Regions from separate parts of the Rattus norvegicus genome. Here all the other regions are linked to region 1. Evidence: chromatin contacts called from public Hi-C data. All regions are on one chromosome and are shown on one strand. Each heading gives the region's core, a stretch centred on a gene start, on an enhancer-like site or on the middle of the called end of the contact. The rest is flanking DNA. Distances are from core to core; before and after follow the strand shown.

What was found. Hi-C and Micro-C count contacts between places; a contact is called where the count stands out from the background.
Region 2: a contact with region 1 is called in a Hi-C map of frontal cortex, with 3 times the contacts expected there. The contact joins the promoter of Cnksr2 here to the enhancer-like site in region 1. A contact is called at or near these places in 2 of 12 Hi-C or Micro-C datasets (Schwann cells and frontal cortex).
Region 3: a Hi-C map of Schwann cells shows a contact between it and region 1, with 9 times the contacts expected there. The contact joins two enhancer-like sites. A contact is called at or near these places in 2 of 12 Hi-C or Micro-C datasets (Schwann cells and frontal cortex).

The regions. Positions count from the first base shown.
Region 1 is chrX:40,131,663-40,134,923 of GRCr8, reverse strand. No RefSeq gene overlaps it. Among named protein-coding and RNA genes, the nearest start is that of Taf5l2, 290 kb to the right of the region's middle. Within about 2 kb of position 1,998, at least 5 of the 93 cell types and tissues checked have an H3K27ac peak or open chromatin away from gene starts, as enhancers often do.
Region 2 is chrX:40,721,520-40,724,579 of GRCr8, reverse strand. Cnksr2 (connector enhancer of kinase suppressor of Ras 2) reads right to left here and starts at 1,362. Exons shown (of 22, transcript NM_001113366.1): 1 at 1,126-1,362. The coding sequence starts at 1,189.
Region 3 is chrX:41,073,083-41,076,047 of GRCr8, reverse strand. The region is part of intron 4 of Smpx (small muscle protein, X-linked); the gene reads left to right. Among named protein-coding and RNA genes, the nearest start is that of Smpx, 33 kb to the left of the region's middle. Within about 2 kb of position 1,502, at least 19 of the 93 cell types and tissues checked have an H3K27ac peak or open chromatin away from gene starts, as enhancers often do.

The DNA of each region.
Region 1 (3,261 bases), core at 749-3,248:
AAATCCTAACCACATCATTTAGCAGTTGGTTAACCTTCATTAAGGACATAGAATTAGTGGCCATTGGTTTATTCCCTATTTTTTTGTGCTAATGAAATAAAATGATAGTTGCAGTACTAAAAATAAAAACCTATATAATGCTAAGAAACAATGGGGAGTGTTGTGTTTTATTCCACAAATATTCATTTAGCACCCACTATTGACAAGCATTAGTACTGCAACTGTTCGCTTTCCAAATGAGCATTAGACACATACTTACAAAGCAGAACAAATTTGCACTCACTGAGTTACATAAACAAAAACAACTGAGAAGATTCAAACTCACATAAGTTAGTTATTTAGAAGGAAAAGTAAAACAACACTTGCTTATAGGTTGACGGTCAGTTTCAACTTAAAAGCACCCACCTGTAGATCCTATACCTTCATTGGTGCATTTGTGGACATTAAAATGAGTACACATCAATAACTTAGATAAGGGGATTCTGAAAATTCATGAAAATCATAGTGGAATCTTTTATTCCTCAGATGATTTTACGAACTGAGTTGCTTTAACTAATCCCAAGTGTTGAATCTCTCCAGTCCATGCCAGATGGGATGGTCAGGAGCAGATTGCACACACAAGCTTGCAAGAGAACATGGCTCTATAAATATAGCTTTGCTCTACGGTGGCTGCAGCTCTCCTTTGTATAGGAGAAGACCTTGCTGAAAAGAGCGTTGTTGTTTTCTTTCACTAATCATCAGTACAAAAGAGCATACCAAATGCACGTTTTCTCTAGTACTAACAGACTTGCTATGCTGGTACCCCAAAACTGAATTATTGAATTCCAGGGAATTGGGGGAGTGGGTAGACAAAAGATACCCAGTGAACAAACTGTTTCTCTCTCCCTTACCCCTCTTTTTGAAAAAAATCCAAAATAGAAATTTCAAAGCTTAAAAAACTTCGAGGCAATTTAATTTAAGTTGCTTCCCATGACTTTAAACACTGAATATTCACACCTACGTCAGTACTACATTGAGAACCTCCTACTCAGAGACTGTATTTAGGAAAGGAAGGATGCTGTGGTCTGAAAGGAGGACTAGATTTGAGGGATCTTAAGTTCTGAGAATTCTTTAGTACGACTCCAAAGTTTAGCATATTTTATCCTTTCTCCTCCATGGTGAGTCTGGGCAATATTCTCATAGAGCCTCTCCTTAGGAATAATTATGGGAGATAAAAAAATAATTACAAGATAAAATAGAATTTCTTAGAATCAATTTGATGGCTTACATATATTCTGATTCAAACAATTGTGTTGTTCCTAAGAATCTGGATGTACCTTGAGTGAGTTTCAACTCCAGGGTTCTCCTGACAGAACCCCCAAGAACTGATGAGAACAACACAACATATGTAATAGAATTTGTGCCACTATTAGATTTTAATGTATAAGGCAGATTTCCAGATCATCTCTCTTTTGAGAAAATAAATTTTAGTTTTAGTGTTTAAGCCATAAATGGCCAAATTGCATATCTGGTCTATTACTTCCCACCCCACCATTTTCATGTTTTTTAGCTTAAGCCAAGCCAGGTGAGTAGGCGTCATCCAAGATAAAATCTTGCTGACTTTTTTATCCTCCAAAGAAAAGCTAGCGAACAGGAGGTAATAAATGCTATGCTTCCTACTCAGACTCTGTCACATAAGATGTCAGTTCTTTATTTTAATTATATTCCTTGCCAGCTCAAAGAAGCAAATAATTTTGCTGCATATTATCCTACCTTTGTTAGAGTTCTTCACAAGCAACAGTGGAAGGTTTGTTGTGCCAGAGTTGGTCTTAATATCCAGTTCCCAGCCATTCTCAAGTATCCTGAGGAAAAAAACAGTTTATTCATTGTCAAAAAGCAGAAGCAGACCAAATAATTACTGAAATGCCACTATATTTGAAACATAAAATCCTCTCTGAAGCAATGGAGCAATAAACAGAGTTTAAAATGTTACTTTAAAGAAATAACCCCCCACACACTACAGTTGAGTAGTGGTATTGATCAAAGGGGTGATCAAATACAAGCATCATCAAGAAGATGGGATAGAGGGCAAACTAAGGGTCCCTCTTACTTGGAGATAGGAGACAAGGTTATAGAATCAGGATTCTATTTATGTGATTGACACAGAGACCACTGATGGAATGGTGATAGAAAACTTCAGAGAAGGGAAGGAGAATATTCAAGGAAAAGATACACTGTAAATACCACCACCACAGCAGCAACTGAAATGAAATCCCTACAGAAACCCCTAGGAATCAATACAAAATATATACTTCATGGTTATCCCATTTTATGGGGGATAATTCTTTGGAAATAGATACCCAAATTCTGGCAGCCACTGGCTTAGGGCTACTGATGTGAACGTAAAGGGTTTATTTCACTGCTATTTGCCATCTGCTTTTACAGTTTCAAAAAAAATGTCCTCATGTCCAGAAATACAGATACCGGCATCTAGAAGGAAGCTGGAACTGGACGGAGTCAAAGAAGAGCAAACAGCATACTATTATCGTCTTCTATGCATCTTCTTTGTACTGATTTGGGCTTTTCTGAGTGAAAAGGTTGTATTGGTCTCTGATTACAGAAGTTCTAATTACAGTTGGAAGAAGTAGCAAAGAAAGACACAGGATGAAAACAAAGTCAATATATAAAGGAGGGAAAAACGATCCACTTGTCCTCTTCTTTCCTTATCGGTACCAGCCACTTGCCTTTGCTCAGGTGAGACACCTTTGCCTTACATGCTAAAAGTCAAGGTTTTGGTCTTTTGTTGATTTACCTGTGGAGAGATGCAAAACATGGATTTTTACCTTAAAACAAGGATGATCTGAGTCTTTCCCAATATGTTATGTAGGTTACAATTACCAGCAAACAAAAACACATGCATATATTTATTGAGGGTTTTAATTTTTCTTTATTTTTGAAAATTTCACACTGTAATATGATCACATACATGAAATATGACCATAGCTACACTTCATTTCTTTCTTCCAATCCCCCCCCCATTTCATGCTCAACACACTTCCATCCCAACTTCATATTTTCTGATAAACCACTAAGTCTGGTTAGTGCTTGGGTGTGGAACATCCACTGGAGCAAGGGAATCCAACAGGTGACTACATACTCAAAGAAGAATGATGCCTTCCAACAACTATCCACTCATAACAGCTTCTACACTGAGTGCAGTTGGAAACTGTCTACCCTAACTATATTGGGAGTTTGGCTGAATTGATCTTGTGTAGGTCTTGT
Region 2 (3,060 bases), core at 113-2,612, 590 kb before region 1:
CTGACTGCTAAGCAAGCCTAGGAAAGGGGCTCCTTGCTCTTTGAAAGGGGCATTTTCACAGATAAGGCTTGAAGCACATCTTAAGTTTCCCTGCTCAGGTATGAACTCAAGCAGAACTCTCATATTCCCCAAGCATTTTTCCAAGCATGTCCAAGAATCTTTTATTCCAAGGTAGGTATCCCCTTAGAGTTCAGTCTGAGGATGGACTGGAGAGGTCCTTAACAAGCCCCTCAAGTCAGACAACAGAGGGAGATAGTGAGACAGGAAAGCCAAGAGACTAGAGAAAAAGCCCACATTTGTGACTAGGAGAAGGGCGAAGGTTTGAAACTGGTCATTAGAGATTGTCGGGGGTGGAGGGGGGGCTTCAATATGGAAGAAAGGAGAATATTTGAATGCGCATTACTTTAAACCTAACATTGGACCCTTAACAAGAAGCTGCGAGAGGTTTAAACATCGCAGACCTCAACCTAGAAAAGCAAAGGACATGCTGGGGTGCGCAGGAGGGAGCCCACATATATCAGCTTGGATGCTGTCCTAAGGGAAGCATGTTACCCCAAAGTAGCGCGCCCCCTTCCCGACCATCGTCAGCCCATCATGGAGGGGGTTCCCAGCTTCCAACCAGAGCGACTGCATCCTGACCCCATTATGCGGGCTTAAAAGTTGCCAGGAGAGTTGGCGCTGGGGAAGGCACTTGGCAGGGCAAGACCGAGAAGGGGCCTCGGGTTTCCAGGAACAAAGGGGCTGATGCAGGGACAACCAGGAGAATAGGTCCCAAGGGCTCCTCCCTTAGCAGGGAAACAAGGGTCGCCGCGTCCTCTCAACCCGAAGGCGTCGAGGGAAGCGTGAAGTGGGGAAGCTGCGCGGGGATTCCACCGCCCTGCTTCCAGCTTCAACCAGGTGGCGCCCGCCGCCCTCTTGCTCCCCGCGCCCCTCCAGGCTGAAGACAAAAGGAGACCAGGGTCCCCGAGTCCCTGCTAGAGCCAGAGGACCCCTAGCCATCCCCAGGGAGGACCTCAGCAGTCGGTTGAAAGCTCCCAGGACGGGTTATGCCCTGTCGGGTGTCCCTCCCTCGTACCGGGACCCTGCGCCCTAGTGTCGCCTCTCCTTCCCCACAGAGGGCATTACCTTTCATCCAGTCCACTACTTGACTCGGAGACCATTTGCTCACTGGTTCCATTATCAGAGCCATGGGCGGCGGGGTTGGTGCCGCGTGGGACGCGGAGCTCGGACAGAAAGCCAAGTCCGCAGCCCGCTGCGCCCTCAGGTGGGGTCAGTGGCCGGCCGCAGCCTCCTGGGGTGGGCGACAGGGAGAGGGTGGCTTTTGTGTGTCCGTCCGGAGGCTGGAGCGTCGGAGGCGGCCGCGGTGGGAGCGGCGACGGCCAGCCGGCCGGCCGGGATAACGCGCCGGGGTCGGCTCTGTCCCAGCCCAGGCTGCCACCGCAGCTGCAGCGTCCGCGGCTCAGCCCGGGGTGTGCGTCCCGAGGGGCTTCAGTTCATGGCTCGAGCCGCCGAGGGTCGCGGCGGGGAAGGGAAGAGACGCCGGCGCACGGCCGCAGCCAACTTGCCCGCTCGCTCGCCTGGCGCGCGGGAGTGGAGCCCCCGGCACGACGACGAGCCGCCCGGCGGAAATGACGAGGGGCCTCCTGCCACCCAAAATATCTCTCCGCAGCCCTCGGGTGCGGGGCGCGCGCTCCACGAGCCCCCCGCCCCGCTCGCCGCCGCGCGGTCCCGCCCCCAGGGCCGGCAGCCGGTGCGCGCGAGCCCTGTGCGCGTGCGTGGGCCAGCGCGCGTGCCCGCCGCCCGACTTCTGTCAGACACGCGGGCCAGGTGTGGGCCGGTCGCGCTCCCGCCTTCCCGCCCCGGGGGTAGCACTCGGCCGGAGCTGCGCCGGGAGGGCGTGTGCCGCGGTGATGCCTGGAGCCTGGGAGTCCGCCGCTGCTGCTGGAGGCTCGCCCAGCCCGGAGGTCGGTTAGGCAGTCAGGTGCGGCGGCTGCAGGACATAGCTCCCAGTGGCCTCCCAGGAGACTCAGAGAGACCGGTTGCCCCACCAGTTGAACGGAGAGCCCGGGGTGGTGGAGGAGGGTACTATAGCCCCCCCATCCCCTGATCCCCTCGCCACCAGGGGGAGGGGACGCCTTTGAACTGCTAGGGTGACAATGGGAGCCCTGGCTGTTCTCTCTGTCGCCCTCGCAGCTGCTGAGTTGGCTCCCGAGGTGACTCCCCCGTACCCTGCGGAGAACACCGGGTGTGGGCTTCCGCAGATGGGAGCCTGGCGCTAGCCAGAGACGCCCATAGGGGACTAGATGGTCCGTGTAGTCAGATCTCCCCTGGGTGATAAAAGGAACCCAGGAAGTCAGAGCTGTCAACTGCAAGAGGCTCCAGGTGATTCGGAAACCGCCTCCCCAACCCCACACGTGCCTCCTCCCAGGCTCTGGGCTCCAGTTGTTGGCCAACTCCTTCAACACAAGGTCCTCGATATCTGTTTTACGTGGTGTCATTTTGTGTTCAGTCGTTCTTATATAACATCCGAAGAGTAATAATGGGACATAAAGTTAGCGACAAACTACAAACATGATGTTTCACATATTGTTTGCTTCAAAAACCTATGCAGCGTTTAGTAACACAGTTTGCCTAAATGAGGCTTTACTTTCAATGACAATTCTAGAACGTCTATTAGCAAACTCTACCACCATTATAACTGGTTTTTCTCAGTATAATTCTTAAAACAGTTACATTGAGTAAACGAGAAACTCCTTTTATTTCTAAATCATTTCAGTAATGCCAATAAAGCATGTCAGTTCCTACTTTATCCGTTTTGTCTAACTCAATTTTATAAGAACATCACTTCTTCAGTTGGCAAGTTCCCACCCCCAACACACAAGGAGGCAAAACAATAGCAGATAACACATTGATGTTTTCACACTAGTGGTAAAAAAGGAATTACATTTAAGAACCTTGTGTTCAGACTTGTTTACTAATAACCCGAACTTCAAGATATAGACAAAAATTTGAAATTTAGATTATACAAGTAAGGTTATCAAAATATTCCTACTGGTAGCA
Region 3 (2,965 bases), core at 253-2,752, 940 kb before region 1:
TCAGGACCCAATTCTGCATATTTGTATACACTGCTATGCAACTTTTCCTGGGCTGAAGAACAGCCATGACTGGCACATGCTTTGCTTTCAATATCGTGGAAAGCTTTTTCTCTGCTCGGTGCTTTATGACCTAGGATATAGGGTGTGTGTGTGTGTGTGTGTGTGTGTGTTGTCGTCCCTCAGAGGGCATTTAGCAATGTCTAGACAAATTGGCAGGGTGGGAAAGAAGACAAGTATATTGTTAAACATCCCATAATGTCCAGAACAGCCCCCTACACAAGCGATTATCCAGCCCCAAATGTCAGTGGTGCCAGCAAAAAATAAACCCAATTTTCTGCTTGAGAGATTAATGTCACATCCAGCAAACTTTCTTTTCCAAGCAGTTTCTTCAGTGCACTTTATAGAAATTAAGATGCTAAATAAAAAAGGCATAGGAATTAACAACCTAACATGTATAGTTTTTAGCATACTTAACGTTGTACAAATAAGGCATTCAGATATAATTTTTCATCCATTAGTAAATTGGATATTTATAACATATCTAATATGTCTACCTGGGTTATACAATTATCTCAGCAGTTCTGCAAACTTTTAAAATCAATGTTGCACATTAGTAGCAAATACCAGTAACCAATAGCACCATTGTAATTTCTTCATCACCATGAGCAGTCCCATTTGTTATATGCTTGGGAATGGCTGATACAGCATCCTGTGTTTCACCTTCATATTTCACTTACTTCTTGTGTCAACCACAAGGGATGGCCTATTCATTTATGGCCCAGTAAATGCTAAGAATGATTATGTGATTGCACTAGAGTCACTCTGCTTGTAAGTCACCCCAGCATCTGCAATACTATACCACCCAGTCCTTTGAATCACTGCCACCACTGTATTTTTTTTAATGTCCTTTAGTCAAGCATAGTCCTTTTGAATATTTTTCTGTGACAGCTCTGAGTGAAACAAGCAAAGGCGATTGCAGAAACTGTCCCCTCCCACCAAGGGCAGTGCTGAGCCATAACTCTCGTGCGCTGGTTTATTTGTTCCTTTGCTTGAATGTTTTCCCGTTCAGTCAGTCAGCATTTAGGAACTGTAAAGGATCCCCCAGGCTCAGAGATGATCAGATCCAGAGGATCAGAGCATGGAGAGGGCACATGTTTAATATGTGAAATGTTGTATGTGAGCACAAGAGTTTGCTGTTCCTTAAAGGTCTTAGGAAACAGAAGTGGTTAATGCCTGTAAAATGTGAACGCATAAAAGAAAAGAGACTAAAGGGAAATAAAGGAAAGGAAAGGAAGTGCATGGAAGGAGAGGAGACAGAGTAGAACAAGATTATGACCAAGGACATAGTGTGGGCCGTGTCCAGCTGCTGCTGAGAAAAGCCAGGCCTCCGCAGAGTCTGCCTTTGCTCCCAGGATGAGCGAAGGCTTGTCAGGCGGGGCTGTGTTGTTCTCAAGTGTAGCTGTCTTCCAGCCATGAAGCCTTTTCTCTCATCCCCTCTCACGCTGTGTGCAGCCCACGCAGAAAACCAGGAGAGTGAATTCTGGGCTGTCTAATCAGACTTGGCTGCATCGTGACAACGCTGCTCGTTTCAACTCCCCACACATGCTGTGGCGTTTGAGAAGAAGGCATCATGAGGAACAAATCAAGATTCACAGATTTACTTGTGCTCCCTTGCCAGTGTCCCCTGCCTGTGAACTCATTAATCCACATGCCCTGGTTTATATCTTTATGCAGATGGTGAGGTGGTAGCTGGTTTAATCCCAGGCAGGGATGGTCAATTGGCTTCCCACTGAGTGAATTTTCTATTAAGCAGTTGACAAATTAGAGTCTCTTTCATCCAGGCAGGTGGCACCAAGGCAGCTCACAACAATTCCTCTTGACTGCTGGAAAACAGCAAAAAGCAAGCATGCCCTATTGCCGGAAAGTCACTGGCAGCCTTCTGTTGGAGGGACAGTGATAACTTCCTTACACTGTGGAAGACCCACACTGACATAATACAGCAGGGGCGACTCAACTCTTGGCAAGCCTGTGTGACCTAGCTCTTTCTTCCCTGACTCTCAAATAGTACAAAAGGTGCCTGGCCTTTAGTTCCAAATACATTTTCTAAAATCTTGCCAAGCAGGTTTACTAAATGCCAAGTGTTCATACATCCATTTATTCAGACTTCATTTTCATTTCTTAATCATTTTCTACATGGGCTAGGTAGAATTTACCCTGACTGGATTAGCCTATTCCCTTCAAAATGCATGTTAGCACTGTGAACCACACTTGATCAGGAAAAATTTAAAGTATGTGTGCACCTATTGTGTTAGACACGACTATAGTAGAAGTAAATGTGGAGAACTCGGAGTAATTGGGTGTGGATGTGAGAAGGGACATTTGCTCACAAGGGAAATGAAGAAACAACAATGTTTCGAGTCTGACTCAGCAAGGAGTATATGGGGCGATTACAGCAGTCAGTTGTGATTACAGGAGATGGTGTGGACAGGCTTCCTGACACAGAATTTTCCACCTGAGAGAAGCTACTAGATGCTACATGTTCTGGTACACATTTGTACTCCATTTCCACTTAATGCTGTATTGGGATTCCTTGACCACTCTGAGCCGAATGTGAATGCAAATAGTGGAACCCTGAGAACAGTGAGGTGTTTTAGATGGGGCACCTAAGACAAGCAAACATTGTGGAAACGTTCATTCCTTTTGATGTCCCTGCTCTCTGCCCCTTGCTTCCAAAGCTGGGAATTGTTTCGCTTTTTAAATAAAATACCCTCTGAAGAGTAGCTCAGCCTATTTCTGGAGAGAACGGGAAGAAAGTGTGCTGAACATGAAAAGGCACTAATTATCTGTGACTAATCTGAGCTCACCCAGAGGCTCCCTAGCATCCCGGAGGACCTGCTTTTTCTTTGGCTCCTCCTTCTTTGCTTTGCCAGAGACTCTGCTGTTCTCTGCTGTTCGTGAGACAATT